2 separate regions of the Zea mays genome follow, and region 1 is linked to region 2. A link is a contact called in public Hi-C data. All regions are on one chromosome and are shown on one strand. The core of a region is the stretch at or near the end of the contact, and the rest is flanking DNA. Distances in the headings are between cores, read along the strand shown.

Region 1 (5,147 bases), core at 1,438-3,937, 380 kb before region 2:
ATGCTCGTTGCTGAGCTCCCGATGACCGCCCGATGGTGTCGGACCCCGCACCGCCGTCGGCACCGCGCTACTCGGCGTACTCGCTGCCGTCGACCCACCTCCCCGGAGAGGACATCCTCTTCTGCATCGACGTCGACCTCGAGGTCCACGTCAAGATGAAGTCCGCTGCCGTAGCGTCCTCGGATCCACGTCCACCGCGTCGCCGCAGACCGTAGGAGGTCGCCGCCGCCGAGCAAGCTGCTATCACCAACGAGAGCGAGGCCGCCACGCTCCGCAGCGAGGTCGAGCGCCTCGAGGGTCTCCTCGCCGCGGAGAAGGCTAGCCATGAGGAGGAGATGCGCAGGGGTGCACGGCTCGGGGACCAGCTGCAGACCGCGTACCAGGAGAAGGCCGCCCTCGAGGAGGAGATCGAGACCCTGAAGGGTTCCGCCACTGCCGAGGGCAAGGGCGTGGAAGAGGGATGTGATTCTGTTGCTGCTAGGGCCGGGACGCCTAAGGATCAGGGCGTGGTGCCTCCCGCACTGGTCCGCGGCTGCTGGAGCAGCTGCCACGGCTGGCATCGCAGTGGTCTTGTTTAACCTCAAGAGGTAATCTGGTGGTCCGATGCGCGGAAGTTTTGATATGCTGCTATGGCCTATATGAGAATGGGTTAACCGTTTTGTTAGTGTCACTGGAGTCGTAGTAGTAGTATCTTTATTATCAGCTGGATAATAGACTAGAGGAACATGTATGACAAGTACCTTTACTTTCTGAAGTTTTCAATGGTAATAAGAGTCGTGAACACAAACATAAGGTATAATTGGTCACTGTCAACTCTGAGATTGATTCTCTGCCTGATCCTAAAGACCAGGTATCCTTCTCAATATGTTATTTTTTCATTCATTTCCAAATCATAAGTCAGTAGTTACATTGCTCTGTTTCTGGTGTTCGGGATATTTTAAGGTCTCATTGTCATGATACTCTGTCCAATTTTTATGAGCATTTCTGGTTTCTCCACTATGGTAGAAATCTAGAATGCATCACTGTATTATTGAATCCCAATTCCTAAAACCGATGCAGTCACATTTTCAAAGCAATGAATATCATATGCAATTATTAGCTCTTTTATTGGTTCTGTGGGCTTCAGAATAAACATGCCGTTTGATTTATCCTTAAATAGAGCTAAACTGAATTGAAATTAAATATTGTCACCTCGTTTGAGCTGAATAGATTGATAACATGAAGTTCATCTTGAACATGCTTAGTATTATTATGCATCTGATGGTATGGTATTGTCTCTGATAGATCCATTTGCTGAGGCTAATGCTGAGGAGTCTGGTGTTGATCTTGGAACGAAGGATTATGTGCATATGCGCATCTAAGAGCGCAACGATAGAAAGAGTCTAACTACAGTCCAGGGTCTGAACAAAGAATTCAGCTATAACAAGAACCTTTGATCTGAAGAAGGAATTCTGCTACAATGGTATTGTAGTTCAGGACCCAGAGCTAGGCCTGGTAAGATGCGAGAATAACGTGTTTCAAGCTCACAAAATGGTATCTGCTGGTTGGTGGGTATACTGATCTGTTTATCCGTTGCAGGTCATTCAGCTCCAAAGTGACCAGCGCAAGAACGGCCTCATGTAAAACTACTATATCCATCAGTTCTCTTTCGACCGGCACTCAAGCGGGAGACAGCTAGGCCCTAACTGACAAGCCCCAAGGTGGCCAGGCAATGACGCAAGGTCGTGTCAACACAACCTACATAACGGCGACTGGACAGCTTCAAGGTGGCTAGCGGGCTAGGTAAGGGTGCAATGCGCAAGGCAGATCGATGGTGGCCAACCCTGCCCTTTGCCGGCTAGAAGCAGCAGGAGAAATCTCCAGTCCAAGGGCCAAGACCACGCTCTAGGGGCCAAGGCAACACCTGCAGCAGCCTGCAACTGCAATCCTTCACTGTAGGAGGCTTCAGGTTTTGGGTATGGAATTCGAAATGCTCTTCCCTCTCTTTTGTTGGTATTATTCTATTTTCTTTATTCTAAGTTATTGTGCTGTTAATATATCAAAGTTTATAACAGGACTTACCAACTAACTGTATGAAAATATGATGATAAATCCCTGCGGTTTGATCACTGACGCTTCAGTAAGTTCTCCAATTTCAAGGGAGAAGTCTCAAGGTTTAGACCCCAATATGCGAGGAAGGTTTGATGGTTTTACAGGAATTCTTCTTGCATTTGATTCATGCTTATTAAGAGGTCTATTTTTGCACTTTTGCAGACAAAGTTATCTATTCATCTCCAAATTTTGATCCTAAAGTTTTCCTTTCGTGGGTCCACAAAGACACGAGCGCTGCTGACTTAGATGCTGGCGCTCTCACCTTGAAAACTTATCTCAAAGGGAGAACACAGCAGAAAAAACAGTAGTCAAGGAGAACTTCGATTGTTTTGTCTCGTGCAAAACTACAATAGATGGTATTTGTGTAGTTGTTAGATACATCCATATTGCAAATAAATGTTCATGATCCTGAGTTTATGGACAATGTTTTGCATCCCCTTGTAACATAGTTTTTTTGCAGACATTGAGTCGAAATTGAGACAGATAGAGGAAGATCCTGAAGGTGCAGGTACTGCTCACTTGTATCCTGAAGGTGCAGGTACTGCTCACTTGTATTCAGTGACACTAACAGAGGGTATTATATGCAAAGGCTGGCACTCGTGACATGGGCATTGGGAAGGATGGGGTCTTGCCATGGAAGCTTCCTGGTGATCTTAAATTCTTTAAAGAGTTTACACTAATTACATCTGATCCTGTCAAAAAGAATGCAGTTATAATGGGAAGGAAAACATGGGAGAGCATTCCAGTTAAGTCAAGGCCATTGCCTGGTCGTTTGAATGTCATACTTACTCGATCTGGTACTTTTGATTTTGCAACAGTAGAGAATGTTGTTATCTGTGCAAGTATGGAGTCTGCCTTAAAACTGCTAGCATCAACTCCATATTGCTTATCAATTGAGAAAGTGTTTGTTATAGGAGGCGGGCAGGTACTGAGGTGAGTTATTACCTTTTGGAACAACATATTGTACATGTATTCTGTTGCTGCATGTCATGTGTTGCAATGCTATTCACCCTTCTGGAATATTTTTGTGTAGAGAATATCTTAAAGGACCTGCATGTGAGGCTATCCATCTAACTGACATTCAGTCGAGCATTGAGTGTGACACTTTCATCCCTCCGGTTGACTTCTCAGTGTTCCAGCCATGGTATTCATCTTTCCCGGTGATAGAGAGCAACATTAGGCATTCGTTTGTGTCTTTTGTTCGTGTTAGAAAGTCAGTGGCAGAAACTCATGAGTCAAATGGCAAGGAATCAACCGAGGTTGATACCAAGAATGACAAATTTGAAAAAGAGAATTTCTCTTTTCTCCCCAAGATGGTATATGACCGCCATGAGGAGTACCAATATCTCAATCTTGTTGAAGATATTATAAGATCTGGTGCTCAGAAAAACGACAGGACAGGAACTGGAACATTGTCAAAATTTGGGTGTCAGGTATTTCTCCTTAACTTCGAATATTCAATTTGATCAACCAGGAAAAAATAATTTCTTTTTTATTTTCTTATTAGATGCGGTTCAACTTAAGGAAAAAATTTCCTCTGATGACAACAAAGGTACGCAAACATATATGTTGTAGTTTTCAGATTTAACAGTGAGTCAAAATTTGCAGTAGGAATGTGCTGCAAATTGTTTAGTTTTCTTATGATATATAAGAAGAAACAAAAGCAAATCAGTGTTTACAAAGTTGTATGTCTTCAATGTTTTGTGCTTGTTAATTCAAATGCATGTTTATTAAATTTGCACTGACCTTTTATTTCCTTTTGTTATGTTATTTGCAATCAAGTTGATACTGGTTTAATTTTCTTCCTTTATGACTCCCATACTCTCTTTTCTGAATTCTCAGTTTTTGTTGGATCATCTACTATAGTTTAGTTATTATTTATCTGACATAGCTATACACTTATTGATATGTTATTAAGATAGACATTGTGTGAGACCATGAATACATTTGATCGTATAGTTCATTGTGTTAATAGTGCTCTTATGCGCCGCATTTATTGTTATCTGGACACAGATATGTTGATCCAGTGCAACATTCTTTTCAAACATTATACCACTCTGTAACTCTTCTTTTATATAACATTCTTACCTGTACAACATTCCCTCAACATGTGAACAGAGAGCCTTAAGGCCACCATACGTTAAATGAGTCCAATCCAAAGTCCAAAATAAAGTTTGAAGAACTATTATATGTTACCATATATTTAGCTACCAATTCTTTATTAATGGAACAACATGTGCTCTTTAACAGAGGGTATTTTGGCGTGGTGTTGTCGAAGAACTCCTTTGGTTCATCAGTGGCTCAACAAATGCAAAGGTGTGCAGTGATAGCTAGGCCGACCGGAAGGTGTCGTTGTGTCGTGTTCATGAGCGTACGTATTTGTTGGTGTCTGATGGTTGCCGCAGTCATTTCCTAATAGTAACTTGTGTTGGGGTTTGCAGCTGCAAAAAGAAAAAAAAGCTTCCGAACAGGCCCCGGGGGCTGCAATTGCTCATGCTCCTTAGCGCAAAACAAACTAAAGTAGTGTTCGTCTCTCTCTATTTTATTGAAAATTGAACTAGAAGCCCCACAAACATGACAAACACGACATACATGGAATTCCTTCATATGCTCATCGAGATTCATGAAATATAGGAGTTTTAGGAACATTTTTGTCTATCTTCTGCAAAAGAAATGCCAATGCACATACTGGTGTAAACCACAAGAGCACATGCCCTTAAGGCAATAAACTACCTTCAGCTGCTCATTATGTAAGATCTTTAATTTACATGTATATTCCTCCGTAAGGAAGAATCTATTGCACATGATGTGGAATTGTGGATCCCATAATATTTATATAAGGTCAACCCAACATCTCATTGGTTCATACTATATTTTATGGGCTCTATCTGCGATTAAGTGTTTTCTTGTGATTTAGTTGTTTTATGTATTTTGTCATATTTTATACATGCCTTTAGGTGGTATTACCAAAGGCTCACGAAGGATGAGACTACTAGAAAATTTTGTTGAGAATGAAGGATGAGGCTACTAGAAAAATTTATATCTGTATTCAGTAA
Region 2 (5,967 bases), core at 2,552-5,051:
GTGAGAGGAGGCGAAGGGGTCGGCGGTGTCGCGAGAGGCAGGCTGGGGCCGCAGGGTCGCGAGGGTGGAAGTTGGATGATTCAGATAATATCGCTATTGGATTTGAGTAAGGGAGAGTGGGTTATCCAACGATCTGAACCGTTAGTTTTGATGGTAACTTAAGTCTGAGTGCAATTTGTTAGATGAATTTAGTGGAGGGTTATGAGTATGGGGTGATTTGATTGGCTGGATTTTGCAAAGTTTAAAATTGGTGGATTATATAAGGGTATAGATTAAGTTCGTCGAAAGTATGCCACGAACTTGGCATAAGTTGGGCGGTTTTTTCACCCACGTTCTTTATAAGTTTCCTGTGGACTACCCAATTGATGATATATAAGAAAAGGGTTCGCAGTCTTAGTTCATCTTAGTTCATGCCAATAATTCTGAACATTTCTACAATTAGTGCGCTCTCGTTTCTAAATTATAATTTATTTTACTTTTATTCTGAGTCAAATTTTTCTAAGCTTAACATGTTTTTAGAAAAATATGTCGATTGTCAGCTACTTCAAATAAATGCCGTATCAAAATATATTTCATAAAGGATTAATCAAGCCATTTGGATGTTGATGTTTGTTTATTTTTCTATAAACTTGATTAAAAAGTATTATATTTTTGGTATCGGATAAAACTAAAATAAGCTACAATAATTTAGAACTGAGAGAGTAGTATTTAATTAGGGAACCTGAGTATCCAATGAAGAGCTAGCAGAGTTGCACATCTATATATGGTCTAACATGAACCATCCAACTGATGCCTACTCTACTCCGTGGTGATGGACTGGTAAAGTTGCTTCATGAACCCTGTGAACCGGTCGATGTCTACGATGACATGCTGTCCGTTGATGAAGATGTTCCACATCTTGTCGAATCCCTGGTGATGTATGGAGAGCGGGTCCGTAAAGACGGCGTGGTCGCGGGGGTAGGTCTCCTTCAACGTGGTCTCCTCCGCCGAGGCCTCGTAGTCGAGATAGCGGAGTCCCATGTCTGGCACCGGGTCTCCGTACGAATGCCGGCACGCCCACCTGAGCTCGCCCCACGGGATGATCTGCACCACCGTGGCGTTGTGAGGCAGGAAGAGCATGTTGGCCAGCCCAGCGCCGTGCACGCCCATGAGCACGTCGCAGGAGTTAACCACCCCGGGAAAGCGCTCCAGGTCACTGACGTCGTCTGGTCCCGCAGCCACCACCTCGAAGCCGACACCGGCCGCGGCGGCGATGGCGTCGGCCTCGTTCTTGAGTTGCCTCGAGTTGCGCCGCAGGACCATGACGAGCCGAGGCTTCCGCCCGGTTGTGCTCCTGCTCACGGGTGTCACCCGTGCCCGCTGCAGCGAGTAGGCGGAGCGGATGAAGTCCCGGAAGCTGACCATCGTGTAGCCGTTGCGGGAGAGAGCCGGGACGATGCCCAGCTCCTTGTGGCTCTCCAGCCCGACATGGGCCGACTGGAAGCAGCGCACGGTGTCCTCGGTGTCCATGTCGATGACTGGGTAGCTGGACAGTGCGGCGAGGATGGCCTTGTACTTGGCGATCCACTTGGGCTCGTAGTCGGTGGCAAGCAGTTGGACGTGGCCGTCGTACTCTCGGGCCGTCAGGTAGAGTGGGATGATCACGTCGGTCATGACGTGGAAGAAGTTCCTGTTGTATCCGCCGGTAGAGAAAACCACGGCTGGCATGTCGTGCCGAACCGAGCACTGCGGTGGTGGTGGGTCGTGGGCACTACCGCCGCCTGCTGGTGGCGAACTGGAACGCACGGTGACCTCGCGAACCAGCAGCATCACCTGCTCCTCCCACTTGCGTGCATACGGGCGGAGCTTGATCGTCGAATTTTCCGGACAGTAGGTGGACGCCGAGACGACGTATACAGTTGCGGATTTGCCATGGATGCGCACGTCGCCTTTCATGGTGCACGTGTTCGACTGATGGTTGCTCAAGTTGCAGATTAGCTTGCTGCTTATCATTGGTGCAGCCACAGCTGCAAATCAAACAATAATTTAATGCAGGTAGCAAGCGCGTGCAGGCGGCACTGTATCCTAGGTACTATTAATTAGTCGTCGTCGTGGCGTTTGGTTCTGCAGAAATTTAATTACCTTTCGGGGCATCGACGTCGTTGCTGGTCACACTCGCACCGCGTGTTGATGCCGCGATATGTGGAGACCCGACTACTGAATCTGGATTTCAATGGAAAGCCACATGGTACATATGTTTGTTAATAATACATGTATCGAGGAAGACAAGTTAAACATCACTAAGGGGGTGCTTGTGGGTGAAATTGTGGAAAAATACTCTAGTATTCTCAAATAGTGTAGCTAAAATCTCTGTCATACTGAATTTGTGTTAAGGTATTCTAAACTTAGGTCTCGACCCTAGTTTTCGAATTATATTATTTTAAACTGTGGTATTGTCATGACTAAATTATAATGTATTATTTAAAAAACTGTGGTTTTTCAAAAAAAAAACTTTGTTTCCAAATAGAACATAAAAGAATAACATTTTTTATAAAGCAGATACTGAGGCAATTATAGTAATGGATAGAAATGGGCCCATCCGGCCTTAGCCTTTTGGACCGTGGCCCGTGGCGGGCAGGCCTGCCTTAGTTTTTGTGACACAGAAGTACTTATCTTAAATATTCAGATCTGATGTTAATAACAATATTCGATCCATGCAAATGCTACTCTTTTCTAGAAGAATGCCGGCCGTAGTCAGCATGCATGCACCTGCATGGTTAGCTGCCTTCTACAGTGCTATACTGCTATGATCCTAAACACCGAACACTCAATAAGTATGATGATAACCATATATAATGATTTAAAACGTTATTACCTGATGAGTGAATCGATCCATTTTACATACTAGGTCAAATAGGTACCGGTCCTATCAATCTATTTTAGTTTTTGCATTGAGGACGGTAATAACGTTTTAAACGATTATATATGGCTGCTTTTGATGATACATTATTCTACAGCTGCTTTTGATACATTATTCTACAGTGCTATAATTGCCATCTTCTCTCCAGATCTTTTGACATTATTCTACAGCTGCTTCTAACTCGCTATGCAAGTGGCTGCTTTTGATACCATGAATAAAGACGTGAACTATTACATTAGTCGTGTCAAAATTGAGATTAAGTATGCAAAAGTGTTCTGTGTGTACAAACTTAGCTCGGCAAATTGAGGAATGGATATTTATGACGACTTTGGGAAATCTGGTCTCTTAGCTTATTTGCGAAGCTAACATCACTATTCTATTTGCTTTGTATGAGAAAATAAAGTGGACAAAATTAAATTGATCATTCCTAGTATATATACACAGTTGCTTCTAATTGCGTGTCACTGTGATCATATATCAGAACCAGATGGTCTGCGCTAGCTTTAACTATATATATATAAGCGCAACTTACGGTGCGTTTCCAATGAACTGCGTGTTCTTGAAAAGAAATGGTAACGACGGGAGTGAAACAAGTAACAAATTAAGCAAAAACTGACACATCTTTTCTGTCCAACCTTGATATGATGCGGTGAGACTTACATCGTGCAAGCACTGGCAGGAGATTTGTCTTGAGCACCATCAAAACTAGAAGAGGCAGCAGGAGCCACAGCGCCGGCGCCGCTCTGCTCCATTGCTTCAGCTTGTTACTCCCACGCCTTGCTTGCTTCATCCCCTACAAGCTAGCTAGTGCTCGAACTCTCAAATGCTCTCTCAAGAAAGCTCCAACTGGTGGTGGGTATGCTCAGCTCGAAGCTAGGCTCCAACCCAGTTAGTCAGCTGGCATACTGTATGTGTCTCGGTGATGCTTTTATAGTACTCCCCTTCCTTCCAACTTATAAGATAATACTATCTATTTAAAAAATTACTTAAGTTTAACTAAAATTATATAGAGAACTAAAAGTTTTAAGACGTAAAATAGTTATTCTACAAAAATATTTCATATAATTAACAAAGAGCCTAACACTATTTATTTATTTTCTAAATATTATTACTTTATTATAAAATTTTAGTTAAACTTGAGATGTTTTCACTATTTAAATAATTTGGTATATACAAAGTAGTGCAAAGTAGTGCAGTATCTGTTAGAAACTATATAAAAGGAACCATATGCCATCTAATCTTGTATCGCGTCTGGGCTTCGGTTCGCGAGCAACTCCATAAGTTGACTTGCACAGAGCATTAAATCCATGCACATGCAGGTTAACTAATTTAATCAGCTGCCGTTAAGAAACCAGAAGCGACGAGGACGATTTTTTTAAAACGTACTACCACTCAATCCGTTGATTGAGAACAAGTCCGGATTAGATTCCTGCGCGTCACGGATCAGTAGCAGCAAGTAGATCAAAGCTAGTTCGGTAACATAAGCTCGGGAACAGGACTATTTGCCGGGGGATGATCACTACAGTAAAACATAAAATCTCTGACGACCAAAACTGTCGCACATAAGCGCGAAACCATCGAAAATAGACTATTTCTGACGGTTTCGTGTTATCTCCGACGGTTTTCAGCCGTCGGACATAACAGATCGAAAATAGTGTTATAATGTATCTCCGACGACCACGTCAAGCCGTCGGATATAGTTCTCGGTAACGGTTTTAACGACCGAGGACGGGGCCCACAACCCTTATGTCCGACGGCGCAAGCTAAGCCGTCGGACATAACATGCTCTTATGTCCGACGGCTTAGCGTAGGCCGTCGGACATAACAGGCTCTTATGTTCGATGGCCTAAACTAAGCCGTCAGACATAACGTATTTCAGCAATTGCAGAAAATACTGTTTTTATAAATTTCTGACATTTACAGAAAAAATCACAGATTGCATACACATGTACACAGATTGCATATACAACCACATATTTATATTCACAATTACATTCACAAACATCAATTCACATAAGTATTCACATTCATAAATTTAACATCACCTCACATTCACAAACATATAGTATCCAATAGTTGAAACAAGTCTTTTACATTAACATATAGTTCCAAATTAAAAACTGACATAGTTCAACACATAGTGTTTGACATGAAGAGTGACATAGTTCCAAATCAAACGTATTTGATGAACTATCACTCATATCCATCACCTGGTAGGTTCGAGTTATAGCCACTTCCTTCGGCTGGACTCTGGGTGTTGAAAAGGTTGTTCACCCAAGAATGTGATGCGTCGTCTTGACCGGACCCATCTTCAGGTGCGTCAACTGAAGCGGGTGGTGTCTGAAATCCCTATAACACAAGCACATGAAATATTAACCACTAAGTTTTTCATTTTAACACATAAGGCATATATGAGACGGAGGTAGAGGTGACATACCATAGGGAATTGTGACGGAGGCGGAGGTGGAGGCGACAACATTGTCATCGGCGGTGCAAAGTCCAGAGGCAGCATCCCATATGTCGGCATCGGGACGCCGGCTTGTTGTGCCAGTTGCTACAAATTATATACAAGCCATTGTTGAGAAAATAAGGTACATATCATGTGTTTTTAGTTGTTATAAACAAAATGTTACTTCAATTGACCGAGAGAAGAGCTTGATTATGGGACTGGAGGTTCGCATAATACTCGTCCTTCTTCTGGTACACAGCTTGTTGTCTCTAGTACTCCATTTGCTCCCTCAAAACTGATTGATGATATTTTGCCTGCTGTCACAACACTGCAAGTTCTATCTCTTGGACGGATGATCGAGAACGGGACGACTGCGAAGACGAGGATGTGGACTGTCGTCCACGGTGTCTTAGCTCCCTAGAATCAATCGTAGAATCAAAAATACCCAACCTACAAGAGTGAACCATGCACTTAGTACAGTGAATCATGGACTCAGTTCAATCGCAAGCATATGAGGATAATTTTGAAATCCAAATCAAATACTCCCACCGTCCATGGGCTTGTTCTCCTGCGCTAGCATATGCTGCTTGAGCGTCGATTGGCTGGCTCCTCCAATCGT

What was found. Hi-C and Micro-C count contacts between places; a contact is called where the count stands out from the background.
Region 1: a Hi-C map of endosperm shows a contact between it and region 2, with 4 times the contacts expected there. The contact joins the promoter of LOC103644908 here to the promoter of LOC103638557 in region 2. A contact is called at or near these places in 6 of 25 Hi-C or Micro-C datasets (ear, endosperm, leaf and 3 more).

Annotation. Positions count from the first base shown.
Region 1 is chr1:129,098,209-129,103,355 of Zm-B73-REFERENCE-NAM-5.0, reverse strand. It overlaps LOC103644908 (bifunctional dihydrofolate reductase-thymidylate synthase-like), which reads left to right and starts at 2,687. Exons shown (of 4, transcript XM_020542213.1): 1 at 2,687-3,024; 2 at 3,125-3,524; 3 at 3,599-3,643. The coding sequence starts at 2,696. It also overlaps the pseudogene LOC109941388.
Region 2 is chr1:128,720,024-128,725,990 of Zm-B73-REFERENCE-NAM-5.0, reverse strand. It overlaps LOC103638557 (alpha-1,3-arabinosyltransferase XAT3), which reads right to left and starts at 3,801. Exons shown (of 3, transcript XM_008661440.3): 1 at 3,560-3,801; 2 at 2,122-2,202; 3 at 630-2,006. The coding sequence starts at 3,689. The coding sequence ends at 799.